Linked DNA regions of Mus musculus: regions 1, 3 and 4 are each linked to region 2. A link is a contact called in public HiChIP or PLAC-seq and promoter capture Hi-C data. All regions are on one chromosome and are shown on one strand. The core of a region is the stretch at or near the end of the contact, and the rest is flanking DNA. Distances in the headings are between cores, read along the strand shown. Region 1 holds the start of Emp1 (epithelial membrane protein 1). Region 2 holds the start of Gprc5a (G protein-coupled receptor, family C, group 5, member A). Region 3 has its middle 23 kb from the start of Emp1. Region 4 has its middle 47 kb from the start of Emp1.

Region 1 (3,168 bases), core at 337-2,836, 300 kb after region 2:
TTAACAATGTCCTCAGGGAAATATCACTGCAGCTAATATCGAATGACTATTGGCCACAACCTTACAGGCTCTTGTTAGTCATTACTATCTATCTATCTATCTATCTATCTATCTATCTATCTATCTATCTATCTATCTCTCTCTCTCTCTCTCTCTCTCTCTCTATCTATCTATCTATCTATCTATCTATCTATCATTTATCTATCATCTATCTCTCTATCATCTACCTATAATCTATTGTATCTATCTATTATCTATCATCTATCAATCATCTATTATCATCTATCATCAATCTATAATCTATCTATCTATCTATCTATCTATCTATCTATCTACCTATCTATCTATCTATCTCTATTATCTATCCATCTATCACTTATGTACCCCAGGATAGCTTCTAGTTCTCCTTGAACTTATGCTATCCCTTCAACTACCTACCAACTCTCTCTCTCTCTCTCTCTCTCTCTCTCTCTCTCTCTCTCTCTCTCTCTCTCAATAGTGTCTCACTCAGTAGCCCACGCTGACTTGGAACTCACCATGTAGCCCAAGATGACCCTGGACTAAGAGCAATCCTCCTGCCTCAGCTTTTCAAATGTTGAGATCGCAGGCACGACCCACCAAACCTGTTTGATACATGTAATTCTTGCCATCTGTGTGAGCTAGGTGCCTACCATCCCCATTATATACAAGAAGGCAGAAAGAGAGGGCGCTTGCCCAAAGTCACATTGCAGCTAAGGAGAGCTGGGGTTAAATGTAGGCAGTGAGGACCTGAACCTCTTTAGGGAGGTGACCAGGGCTGCGGGATTGGACAACTCTGTAGCACCCCCCCCCCAACTCTGAGACTAAGTGGGGAGTGAGTGGTTCAGGGAAGAAGCTGTGATTGGGTCCCTGGCTGTCTTCACAAAAGCCAACTGTGGAGCAAGGTCCAATGATTATCACATGAAGATCAGAGTGCAAAGTCCTTAATTCGAAGACTTCCTCCTGCAATGCCTACAATCCATAGGGGTGAGAGTTTAACTAAAGGCCCAGGATTATGTGCTGTCAATCAGTGCCTCAACATTTGGAGCTTGCTGGGTGCCTTTCTACTCCATGGGTCTCATCCCACTGCCGCCTACAGGTCAGGGGCACAAGGGTCAGGCAGGGAAGCCAACGAGAAATGAGTCTGATAATTCCTGGTGATGAGCAGCTGCTGCTATGTGCAGTGGGGGAGGAAGAACGGGGGAATCCTGTTTGATGATTAGCCGGGACTTTAATTAACGTGGAACTGCATCTACCAGCTCTCCCCTCCTCCTGACCCTAACCTGTGTTTTGCCCTACGTCCTTGACAACCGAGGCTCCTTCTGGGTAGTAGAACTGGGCTTCGGTAAACAGATCTATTTGTGTGACTCCTCTTACTCATTTGAAGCAATGTCACTCCTTTTTCCACTGTGGTCTGTGTGTCTGAGTCAGAGGGAGCTACAACAGGGTTCTTTGAATTGATGGCTCACTCCCAGCCACATCTGACCGGCTGCCAACTTAGCAGGGCGTAGCTCACCAAGTTTTTTTTTTTTTAAATCCAGACTGATTCATAGAAACTCCTTTAAAACACGGGGAAAAGAAACCGCCCATCACACACCCCAGCACATCAGCCCAGGAAACTTATAACCTCGGGAGTCAGGTCCCTCCCCTCACTGTGGTTGCAAATCTCCTGAAGAGAGGACCAGACCAGCAGCCTGCTCTACCACCCAGGGCATCTGCCTCTCTCACTGGATACTCCAGGTAAGATTGTCCCCACACTGGAGAAACTCTGCAGAGCCCGCTCCTTTCTTTCCTCTCTTAGGCTCCTTGAAGCCCTCCCCTCTCTTCTTGCCTCTGCTATCCCTCTATGGCTCACAAAGAACGGAGTCCTTGAGACTTCTAGCTTAACGTAGTAGTGGAGGAATCTGGGATATCAGTGGGGGCCACATTCTCTTGCTGGTATGTGGATCCTTGCTCCGAGGAGACGGACGGAACGAGAAGGGACTTTGGAACAAACTTGAGTGCAATATTCTTTATGGAAGGAACTCTATGTGCCTTCGAAATGAATTAGCAGGGTTGGAAGATGTTTCCAAATCTTCTGTTTTCATTCAGATTACTTTGAGCTGAAATCTAGAAGGATGCTATGTTACCAAAACGCTCCGGCTTTTCTTTTCTCTCTGCGAAGGCAGGTTAAAGGCAGTCTCTGGGGAGAAAGTTTGTTCTGCTTTGTGGGTTGGTTATTGTTGTTTCTCTTTTACGCTTTTAGGTGACGGTGGATAAATATCTGAGTTTCAGTTAATTTTTGCGATTGCATTTACTGTCTGTCCCCCTCTTGTCTGTTGATGTCTGTTTAAGTATTTCGTTCTTTCTCTTGTTTTCCTCCACCCCCTTCTCACAGGAAGGGAAGAGGGGATTGGTTTGTTTAAAGAAAAACCGTTAGGGAAACAGAGGCAAAGGGTGTTTCAAATAAACCTTGGGAGGGGTTGATTTGGTGGAATGTGTGGGTTCCAGAATCCTTAGCCAGATGTGGAGGTGGAGGAAGGAGGCAGAGGGGAGAGGGTGGGGCTGGGGGCCTTCGGGGATTCCTGTAAGGTTGCTGAATGGCTCTGTGCTTCCACCCAGGCTTCTGCATTCTGGAGCCAACTTAGGAAAAAAAAAAAGATCTTTCAGAATCTATTAAAGGATTTTTTTTTCTAAGTGGACATGGAATTTTCTAGTGTGGCAGTGGTCATATGGGAATATTTACCTTATTTCTTTTGTGTAAAATATTATATAACTACAAACCCACGTGCTAAGTGCAAAAAGAACAAAGGCACTCGGCTGTGTTTGCTTTTGTTTTTATTAGCTTAGCATTTTGGTCGAATGTCTGTGGAGGTGTGGTTCATTTCAACACAGATGTGGGTTTTTTTTTTCTCCTCTCGTAAACAAGCCAGAGGAGAGTGACAGGATTCAGCTTGCCTGATGAAGAGCGAGGCGCCTTTCTCTTTAGAAATGCAGCTCGCTGGTTGGAAGAGAAAATTTAAAAGTAATTGGTGGGTGTGTATCCATTGATCCTTCAGAAATCTCTGCAAAGCCTTTCCCCAAGGAGGGGGTGATGAGTAAGCCCTGGGACCCATTTCTCAAGACTGAGTTTGCTTCCAATGTTTATCACTTCCAGATTGCATGACTGTG
Region 2 (3,391 bases), core at 722-3,221:
TTAGGTACGAGATCAATAGAAATATAGACTCCAAAGATTTAGGTTGTTTTGGCTCTGGTGTTTGAACCAGTACCTTATACATCACAGCATAAGCTCATGAAGAGTCTTTCTATTGGTGTGTGTGTGTGTGTGTGTGTGTGTGTGTGTGTGTGTATGTGCGTGTGTGTGTAGCACTCACCATGGTCCTGTGTGTAGGTCAGAGGACAACTTTACAGTCTTGGTTCTCTTCTTGGACTTGGTTGACCTTCATGCCGATTTTGGGAATTGGACTCTGGTTATCAGGTTAGGCAGCACGTAGTTTATTGGCTGAGCCACCTTCCCATCTCCTCTGCCTTTTTGAGTCAGGCTCTTGAGAGTAGCCCCCCCTCCCCCTTTCCCGTTGCCCTATATCACCTATGTGGCTCAGGCCGGTGGCCATCTTCCTGTTTCAGTCTCCCAAATGCTGACTCGAACTGTCATTTGCAGCAAGTCACCTTCAGGTGACCTCAAACTCCTATGTAGTAGAAACTGGCCTTGAAGTGTTTTTCTACCTGCTTCTACCACCCAAGTGCTGGCGTTACAGAGGTGCCCCGCGCCAGGCCTGGCTTGTTACATTTTATTCTTTTCTTTTCTTTTTTTGAGACAGGGTTTCTCTGTGCATCCCTGATTGTTCTGGAACTCACTGTGTAGAGCAGACTGGCCTCCAATTCACTGAGATCTGCTTGCCTCTCCCTTAGGAGTGCTGGGATTAAAGTTGTGAGCCCCTACCATCTGGCAAGATTGTTTGTTACATTTTAAAAAGCATTTAAGGGTGTGGAGAAAAGTGGGTCTCAGCCCCTTGTAGGGGTTAAACATCTTTTTCACAGGGGTCACCTAAGCCCAGTAAAAAGCACAGATATGTATATTAAGATTCATAACAGAAGCAAAATTACAGTTATGAGGTAATAACAAAGATAATTTTATGGCTGGGGGTCGCCATACATGAAAAATTGTATTAAAACTGAACTAAAGCACTTAGAAGGCCTGCTCCAGGCCTTCCCTACTACCTAAAAAGCTTAGTTCCCCCGCTGCCCACCAACGCAACCAACGGGGTAAACCTGGTCCAGTGCGTTGACATTCCAGGACTTTTTGACTACGGAGCAGGCAGGTTTCAGCCGGACTGGCCTGATAATGGATGCGCTGCGGGCCCCTACCTAAGCAGGAGGAATCAGACACCAAAGGCAAATTCCTTCATTTCAAAATTTTATCTGGCGTCTCTGTTCCTATCAACTGCTTTGTCAAACTTTTGGAGAGGTGGTTAAAAGAAAGGCGATATGATCTCTCAGTCAGGCCATGCTAACTTGGCTATGCGACAGTTCCAAGAAGGGCCTTGCTGAAGCGTCTCAACTTTTCCTTGGTCTTTACTCTTTAGCCGCGACTGGGGGACCCACAGGAGAGTGAGTGGCTGTCTCTTCCCATTTAAACTTGGCTTCTCCCTGCTCACCGGAGGAAGGAGTGGGTGATGGAGAGACAGGTGCCGCCAAGGGGAAATAAAGACCAACTTCTCCCACAGAAAGTAACAAAGGAGCTGCCTGGAGCTGCTGGCTTAAGTCTTTGCCCTTGGGGCCCTATAGTGCCCTCAGGGAGGATGGGTGTGGTTCCCTCCAGGAGATGACAGCCAGCAGCGCTCATCCGTAGCTGGGTTCACCGTGTGGCTCTTTTCATAAGGGCGGGAGCTCTGGGACCGACCTGAACACTCGTCGAGAGCTACGCCTGGCAGTCTAGGGTGCTTCCCCCGCAACCCCGCCACCTATTTCATGAGTGACTGTGCTTCTGACGTCAGGGAGGCTTTCAGTTCATTCTCTGGCACGGTGACTTTATTTTCACAACAGCGAGAAGTGCCGCGGAACTGGATTAGGCGTGTCCTCTCCCTCCGCCCCGCCCCCGCCCCTTGTCCCTCGGTTCACCCTCTCCCTCCCTCCGGCGACAGAAGCCTTTATAACCGCTTTGCGCGGCCAAGGCGGGATCCTTGTCCCAGGACCTGCCCAGTAGCCAGGGGTTGAGCGCTCTCGCCTTTCACGCGTGAGTCGCAAGTTCTCGCTTCACCCCGAGCGCCGCGGCGCCCAGGTAAGAGGGGTTTACCCAGGAGCGCGCTCCGGGCCCCAGTTTTAAATCCGGAGAGTGGGGCGTGGGGAGCCTTGGGGAAGGAGAACTGAGACAGTACAGCCCGTGATGGACTACAGCTGGCTAGGAGAAACAGATGAAACCGAGAAAGGAATGTCCTTAACTTCTCTCACCTCTGAATGTGTTCTCTGGGCTAAAACAGAGGGGAAAGACCAATCAGCAAACAGTTAGAAACTGTAGCACAGGCCTGTAATTCTGCACCTGGGAGGTAGATGCAGAAGAATCAAGAGTTCAAGGCCAGCCTTGACTCTACTGTGAGTTCCTGGTCAGCCTGGGCTATATAAGTCTCTGTCTCCAGATACAAAACAGTAGTTTAAAATACCAATATTAAAAGAGAGGTCCGTCTTGAACTGTACTAGGCCCCTCCCACAGGTTCTATGTAGCCACTGGTGGGTGGAAGATGGGCTATGATGCTTTCAACTCCCATCTGAGTTTCAAGGGTCTGTGAATGAATAGAGGGGTAGAGGGAGAGGATGCCAGCCGCTTCCTTCCCAAAGGAGCGAAGGCCGTGGAGGTCAGGAAGTGACTCACCTCAACGCCCCCCCCCCCTTCTCATGTGCGTGTTGTTCCTCCACCCCATCCCTTACTTTTCCTGTTGCCCCAGTCTCTAAGACCCTGTCTCTCTTTAACAAGAGGGGGTGAAAAGCTTGTCTTCCCGGAGGAGAAGAGACACAGGCAGGAGGAGGCTGGCAGATCACATTGAATGGAAAGACAGGAAACAGCAGTTGTTTTTTTTTTTTGTTGTTGTTTTGTTGTTGTTGTTTTTTTTTGTTTGTTTGTTTTTTTTAGACATTCAGGCTGGCCTCGAGCTTGTAACCACCATTCTGCCTCAGTTTGCAGAGTGTTGGGATAACAGGTATCGGTCTCATGGTAGAAGGCTCCCAAATGGCAAAAGCCTGCCTGGAAGCAGGTAATTGAAGGACCATCACCGTGCCTGCCTGCCTTTTCTCCAGGCAAGTGTCTGAGGCTTTTGTTGAAGCCTGGTGAAAGGTTCTCTGGAAACAGTCTCTTCTTTGCTCTTTACTGAAGGAGAATTCTTTAGCCACTTCAGATACAATGGCCTGGGAAGGTGGAGGGGAGGGTGAGGCCAACACTTCACCCTTAGGGGTTTTTGTACTGGCCATCACTGATAGAGAGAAGGAAGGGGAGGGGAGGAAGGGTTGGGAGGTGCCTTAGGATCAAAGAGGGAATGGAGAGGCTGGCCCCCAGGCCCAAAGGGAATGGCCACAGCTGTCTCTGACTTCCCAAG
Region 3 (3,132 bases), core at 76-2,575, 320 kb after region 2:
GAGAGAGAGAGGGAGGGAGGGAGGGAGGGAGAGAGAGAGAGAGAGAGGGAGGGAGGGAGGGAGGGAGGGAGGGAGGGAGAGAGAGAGAGAGAGAGAGAGAGAGAGAGAGAGAGAGAGAGAGAGAGAGAGAGAGAGAGAGAGAGTTAGTTTATTGTGTAGCTCTGGCTAGCTTCAAACTTAGAATCCCCCGAGCTCTGCCTCTTCTGAGTGGTAGGATTAGAGGTGTGTCCCATCACCCCTGGCTGCCCATAAGATGCCTTACGTTGTTTTTAGGATATTAGTTCTCAACCTGTGGGGTGTTGAACAACTCTTTCATAGGGTCACATATCAGATATCCTGCATCTCAGATAGTTACATTATGATTCGTAACAGTTGCAAAATTATAGTTATGAAGTGGCACCACAATAATTTTGTGATTGCGAGTCACCACAACACAAAGAACTGTACTGAAGGGTCACAGAGTTAGGAAGGCTGAGAACCACTGCTTTAGGACATCTTCATAAAAGGTCTACTTCCCTCACTTAGAGCTCCTACCATGATACAACCCCTTGGTTCGCTCTTCTGACTGCCCATCCCTTCCTCAAAAGTCTTTAGTCACCAATGAACACCCAGACCCACCCAACATGTTCTTCAACTGCAAAGATATCATCTTCCATTTCAAGAATCTAGTTGGTCATCAGGGTGTCTTCGGAGAGGCCGCAAGAGGGCTATCAAGCAAGAAACTCATGCAAGACTCCATACAGCAATTCACACCCCAGAGTGACTTCCCTATAGTATTTTCTCTGAAGACCTGACTTTCTCCAGTTCCTCAGTTGATCAGATGAGGCCCACCCACCCCATGGATGGCGACCTGCTTTGCTTAAACTTTACCTGTTTAAAAGTCATTTTCATCCCAAAACATATTCCTAGAGATACCCAGAATAATATTCGGTGATGTAGTTGGATACTTTGGCCCAGCCAAGTTGACACATAAAATTAGACATCACTGGGTTATCTTCTAGTCAAGGCCAAGGTGCACTGGCTTTCTGTTTTAGAAATAATTTAAAGAAAGCTTAAACACCAGATGTTTCCATGATTTCAGATGACATTTAGTTCTGTGCAGAAGTGAGATAGCAAGACATGAGAGTTATCTTGCAAAATGAGATTACATTCTGAGAAAGGGCAGGACGTTGTCAGATTTCCACATATAAAGGCGGTTAATAAATATTTGAGCAATTAAACGTCTTGGATAGAATTGAATTGAATTGAAGTGATTAAGTAAATATGCAGGTGACCTTGGTCTAAGTGAGGCATGTGGAGAAAGGTGAGTCATTGAGATCTCTCTTGCCATTCCAGAATGAGGCCCACAGGCACAGGGAAGTCATTCACTGGGGTGATAACCCAGGTGCCACATGGTTAATAGGTAACTCTGTCACTCTGCTTTGGATTTACTCCTGATTGTCCCTTTGTAAAACCCCTCTGGCTTTTAGGCACAGAGGACAATTTCTCAGGCGCCTTTGGAAGTAGGCCTGTGGGAGTTTAAATCATGCGTGTGCAAGGCTCTGTATTCCAGCAACACAAGAAGCAGTTTTCTGTGTCTGCTAAGGAAAAGCCAGCACATACCACCAGGCAGACGAAATGTCTCTCAGGAATGTTGCAGTTGAGTTTGAAATAGCCCCATTCTGGAGCACAGAGGGAACGTGGGCAGTGGTGGGGAGTAAGGTAGAAGGAAGGAGGCTTGCTGGAACTTTTTGTTAGTGGTGTGACTTGTTGAATCGGTTGACATTTGAGAGGAGAACATGTCTCACAGCACACAGCAGGTGGTGACATGGAGCCCATGGGAGGTGTTTTCTACCTGGCATTATTTTTTTTAACAGGCATAGAGAGACCCAGATGTGGGCCAGACATGTGACTGTTAAGACATGTGTTGGTAAACTGCTAAGCATGGTTGCCGTACACACCTGCTGGGGACATAGAAAAAAAATCAGATGTGCATCCTTTTCTCCCTCTAGCTTCCAATTTAGACTGGAAATAGATCTCATCCATAGATTAAAGTTAGCTAGAGATTTGGGGAAGGAGGCTCGAGGGTATGGGGCACTGTTAGCTCAGGGAAGGTAGAATACCTTCTTGGTTCTCAGTCCTTCTTCATGGTTCTGTCCCACTTCAGCATCAGTGAGCTGTGCATTTTGTTGCTTTGAGATAGGACCTTCCTATGTAGCCCAGTCTAGACTACAACATGCAGTTAGTAGTCTTTTGAGTATTGGGGTTCCAGGTGTGCAGTGTTTTTCAGAATATGATAGTCATTTAGTGAATCGTAGCTATGAGAACCTACAAAGTGATCTGCCAGAGACATTACTGTAATAAGAGCTAACTGCGACAAAGCAGATGGCGAGGAAATGCAGACTGTTGAATTCTTAATGACTTAATGGGTTGGTACAGGCCAGGAGGTGTGTATATGCCTGCAGTCCCAACACTAGGGACACAGAGGCAGAGGAGAGGCAGGAGTCACAAGTTTGCCAGCCTGGCCTGTAGTAGTTGAGATTCAGGCCAGTAAGGGTTACATAAACAAGACTATGTTTCAAAATTCTCCTAGAATTTTTTTTTCACTTACTGTCTGGGCTGAAATGATTTTTTGGTAATTTATTTTGGAAATGCAATGTATTTTCAGTGGGATAGGATTTAGTTTAAATACCAGACTGTTCTGTTGCTCTTCCAAGCCCTTGTGTCTTGGAAAAGCTGCCTGTGTCTGCTAAAGGGAGGGTGGAGAGTGAACATGGGTCTCTTGTCAGAAAAGTCTGCCTTGATTATAGCAAGGAAGTAGTGTTTAGTTTTCCATTAAATATGGAAGGACATGGCACTCAGAGCGACACTGTCTGGATCAAGGTATCTCCCATCTTTCATCTGTTTGATAGTGTAATTTGGGTATTCTGAGGCTGGCACTTCTTAGCTGCCTCCCTTGTATTAACACATGGATCTCTTAAATTCAGATTATTTCAGCATGTTTGAATGACATCATCTCCTCAGTATTATAATTTATAGGCTTTGAGCATTATGAAATCTTGAAATTTTTAGTTTTTGTCTTCTGAAACACACACACACACACACACACACACTTTTCTGAGACAGTATCTCATTTAGCCCAGGATGGCTTCC
Region 4 (3,158 bases), core at 237-2,736, 340 kb after region 2:
TCACACAAATTTAAACATTTCAAGCCAAATGCTTTAAAACTCATAAAACCATGACCCACTGTAAGAAAATATGCTTTTCTGTTATAGATTGGTTATGTTTATATGGACACATACATATAAGTAAATGAAGCAGCATAGTACTAACCTTTTGCTGTGGCTTGGGTATGAAATGTTACCCATAGTCTTAGAACACCCAGTCTCTCCAGTAGTGCTGTCTTAGAAGATTGTAGGATGTAGGACTTGGTTGTCTTTGGGATGTAGGATTTGGCTAGAGGAGATGGGGCTCTGTGGGATGGATATTGGGGGTTTATATTCCCACCCTGCCTCTTCTACTCTCTTGATTCCATTTTACCTGGATGTAGAAAAGCTGCCTCATGTTTCTGCTGCCAGAGCCAAAAGTCACTCCTACTTCTGTGACTTCCTACCATGTACCCTTAAACTGTGAGCTAAACCCCTCCCCTCCCGCTTCAGTTACTTCTAGTAAGGTATTCAGTCAGGGCCACAAGAAAATGGACACACCCTTGCTGTGGGCAATAAACTCTATTTTATTTTAGTTCATTTTATTTCAGTAAAAACTGAATGTGATCATTTAATTGATTTCATTACCCTCAAAGGATATATGGACTGTGGTTTCAAAATACTGCTTTTTAAGAGCCTTTCATTCTTCATTCTCTTGAAATTTCCAGATCTGATCACTCACTAAGAGCTAGATTTATTGTCAAATATCTTTCATATTAAGCCTCTTTTCTAACTCTTTCAGATGTCCCCCAAAAGCTCTGCCAGGTTTCTTCAGCCAGAGACAATTGCCCTCTCCTCTGAGCAGCTTTGGTGGCATCTCTTAAACTGCTCAAAACAGCCCCATAGCTTTCTGTTCTCTTACATTACTTTATTTTCCATCTTAGATTGTGTCCCTTTGTGATAAACAATGTATCTTAATTGTGTGTTTATTTTCTTGTGAGACTCAGGATGGCAATGGCTTGGTGGCCCCAGCACTAGGAGCTGGAGCTGTGCTCAGAACACTGGGTGCTGGTAGAACACGGTGGGAAGAAGAAACAGAGAAGTGACTCCCAGAAGCAAGCCAGACAAACACTTCTAGGTCTGGAGAGGAGGCTCCCAATATTTTTTCTTTCCATCATATGGTTTGACCATTGTATGTCCAGCTTCACAGACAAGGCACTGATGTGTACTGACTGAGCTGGTGGCCTGGTCACTCACAGTGAGTGGCTTCAATCAAGGCTACACCTAGAGTGGCCTGTGAGATCTATTCAACCTGGGCTACCCTTCAGCAGGACTGGGGGATGGGTTAGAAACATTGATTGATAATTCTGACGCCATTGCCAGATCTTATCTCAGTGGGGTCTCTTGGCAACCCTATAAGATGAACTCAGCCCTTTCTAAGCAGCCTTTATAGAAAGCGGGCAGAATGGCATGTGCCTCCCTTAGACTTGATCCTCCCGCTTCCTTTGGTCTCTAAAACATACCACTTGTCACTCTGTAAAATACACAAAAGGACACCTGGCACAGGGCTGCTTAGAAGAGAATGAACAAAAAGCAGGGGAGAGTGGTTAAAATTCTTCACAGACCAATGTGTGTCACTTGGAAACGCGTCTGATCGGAACACCATTCACAGTAGTCAAAGATGCCCCAGGGGAGAGAAGCAGGGGGGACATTCAGGGACATCTAAAGCAGCACTGGGGACTGCTCTGGTTCCAGCGGCACAGAATTGTCCCTAGAGGAGGTAGTTTCTGTAACTTACAGGTTCCTTCCTGCATGCGAGGGCCAAACCCTACAGCAGTTCCCGAGCTAGGGAGGGACTGTGAGCTTCCATTCAGTCTACACGGAACCGTTACTGTGATGTCAGCATCCAGTTCTCAGTACCTATGAGGGAAACATCGCCTTCTCAGACTCCAGAGCTACACCTAGTCATGTGGGGCCACACTTGTGGCCAGTTGGAGGTTCATTCAGAGTTCTCAAGAGATAACACCTAGCTTTTAGAATTCTGTCTCTTTTGGGGGTGGGGGTTAGGTTTGGTGTAGCCCTGGCTGTCCTGGAACTTTCTCTGTAGGTCAGACTGGCCTCGAACTCACAGAGATCCACCTGCCTCTGCCTTTGGTGGGGTGATGCCACAGACGATAAAGTTAATTCAGGACCAGAGGGAAGGTGATGCTCTTCCCTCAGCTATGATGACCTTCCGCCTATTCAGTGAACACGCTGACTGAATACCTGAATCCTAGCAGGATTTTCATTCAACGCTACAACAGAGATATGTGCAGTAGAGACCTGCGACTAGATAAACCCCAATTCAAGTAGGACAGGAATATAGCAAATCGATAGTGGTTATCTTACCAGAGTTGTACACATAGCTAGTTAACGAGTAAACAGTGGGTGGTTCAGGTCTGTAGCTGTGCTGGCTAGTTGTGTGTGTGTGTGTGTGTGTGTGTGTGTATACACTTGGTCACCACCTGGTGGCACTGTTTCGAAAAGGTATAGAACTTTTAGAAAGAAGGACCTTGATAGAGGAAGTGGGTCTCTGGGGGACAGGTCTTTGTGGTGTATGTCCCCACCCTAGCTCAGGTACATTTATATTCACTCTTATAGAAGAGTATTTTAGGGGGCTGGTGGGGTGCAAAGTGGGTTAAAGCAGCACTTGCTGCCCTTGCAGAGGACCCAGGTTCAGTTCTCAGCACTTCCATCCAGCAGCTGACAACCATCCTGAACTCCAGTTCCAAGGGTTCTGACTCTGCAGGCACCAGGTACACATATGGTGTACACGCACAAATGCATGCTCAACAGTCATGCACCTAAAATATAAATAGATAAATCATAAGGAGATGGAGTTGGGTAAACCTAATTAAAAACTTAATTTGAAAATAATCTTTTAAACAGCTTTAATAAATCCAATTACATAAAAGTAATAAGTCGGGCCGCTTTTCCAGTTGCCACTGATCCCCCCCCCGCCCCCCATCAGCCATCATGAATCTTCCAATAGCAGTGGGTACTGCAACCCAAAGAATCTCACTGTGAGCGCTGGGCTGTGTAGCTCTGAATTATATTAAAACCCTCCCCATACAGCATAGCAATTCGTTCTCAGCCAGCCTCGTTTTCACAGGCTTTGCATGGCTGTCCAGCCCCATTAGAGGGATAGGTGAAAGGAAAAG

Evidence for each region. Promoter capture Hi-C pulls out the DNA fragments that hold promoters and counts their contacts. HiChIP or PLAC-seq counts read pairs in DNA pulled down with a chosen protein or histone mark.
Region 1: a contact with region 2 is called in a FOXA1 HiChIP or PLAC-seq map of pancreatic cancer cells. The contact joins the promoter of Emp1 here to the promoter of Gprc5a in region 2. A contact is called at or near these places in 2 of 39 promoter capture datasets (liver and neural stem cells), 2 of 15 datasets of contacts at CTCF or cohesin (the NIH/3T3 cell line and large pre-B cells), 1 of 484 Hi-C or Micro-C datasets (long-term hematopoietic stem cells), 14 of 115 datasets of contacts at active chromatin or transcription factors (the NIH/3T3 cell line, bone marrow-derived macrophages, double positive thymocytes and 10 more) and 2 of 9 other capture datasets (adipose tissue and liver).
Region 3: a contact with region 2 is called in an H3K27ac HiChIP or PLAC-seq map of the NIH/3T3 cell line, with 4 times the contacts expected there. The contact joins the enhancer-like site here to the promoter of Gprc5a in region 2. A contact is called at or near these places in 10 of 39 promoter capture datasets (3T3-L1-derived adipocytes, the C10 cell line, HPC-7-derived erythroid cells and 5 more), 1 of 15 datasets of contacts at CTCF or cohesin (large pre-B cells), 4 of 484 Hi-C or Micro-C datasets (CD8 T cells, bone marrow-derived macrophages, long-term hematopoietic stem cells and 1 more), 13 of 115 datasets of contacts at active chromatin or transcription factors (the NIH/3T3 cell line, bone marrow-derived macrophages, embryonic basal ganglia and 9 more) and 1 of 9 other capture datasets (liver).
Region 4: a promoter capture Hi-C map of neural stem cells shows a contact between it and region 2. The contact joins the enhancer-like site here to the promoter of Gprc5a in region 2. A contact is called at or near these places in 8 of 39 promoter capture datasets (3T3-L1-derived adipocytes, the C10 cell line, frontonasal cranial neural crest and 4 more), 2 of 484 Hi-C or Micro-C datasets (CD8 T cells and bone marrow-derived macrophages), 8 of 115 datasets of contacts at active chromatin or transcription factors (bone marrow-derived macrophages, embryonic basal ganglia, embryonic fibroblasts and 4 more) and 2 of 9 other capture datasets (adipose tissue and macrophages).

Annotation. Positions count from the first base shown.
Region 1 is chr6:135,361,345-135,364,512 of GRCm38.p6, forward strand. Emp1 (epithelial membrane protein 1) reads left to right here and starts at 1,587. Exons shown (of 5, transcript NM_010128.4): 1 at 1,587-1,758.
Region 2 is chr6:135,063,691-135,067,081 of GRCm38.p6, forward strand. Gprc5a (G protein-coupled receptor, family C, group 5, member A) reads left to right here and starts at 1,972. Exons shown (of 4, transcript NM_181444.5): 1 at 1,972-2,085.
Region 3 is chr6:135,384,581-135,387,712 of GRCm38.p6, forward strand. No RefSeq gene overlaps it. Among named protein-coding and RNA genes, the nearest start is that of Emp1, 23 kb to the left of the region's middle. Within about 2 kb of position 1,326, at least 33 of the 459 cell types and tissues checked have an H3K27ac peak or open chromatin away from gene starts, as enhancers often do. A contact at or near this core is called in the NIH/3T3 cell line, where this site is marked.
Region 4 is chr6:135,408,850-135,412,007 of GRCm38.p6, forward strand. No RefSeq gene overlaps it. Among named protein-coding and RNA genes, the nearest start is that of Emp1, 47 kb to the left of the region's middle. Within about 2 kb of position 1,487, at least 3 of the 459 cell types and tissues checked have an H3K27ac peak or open chromatin away from gene starts, as enhancers often do. A contact at or near this core is called in neural stem cells, where this site is marked.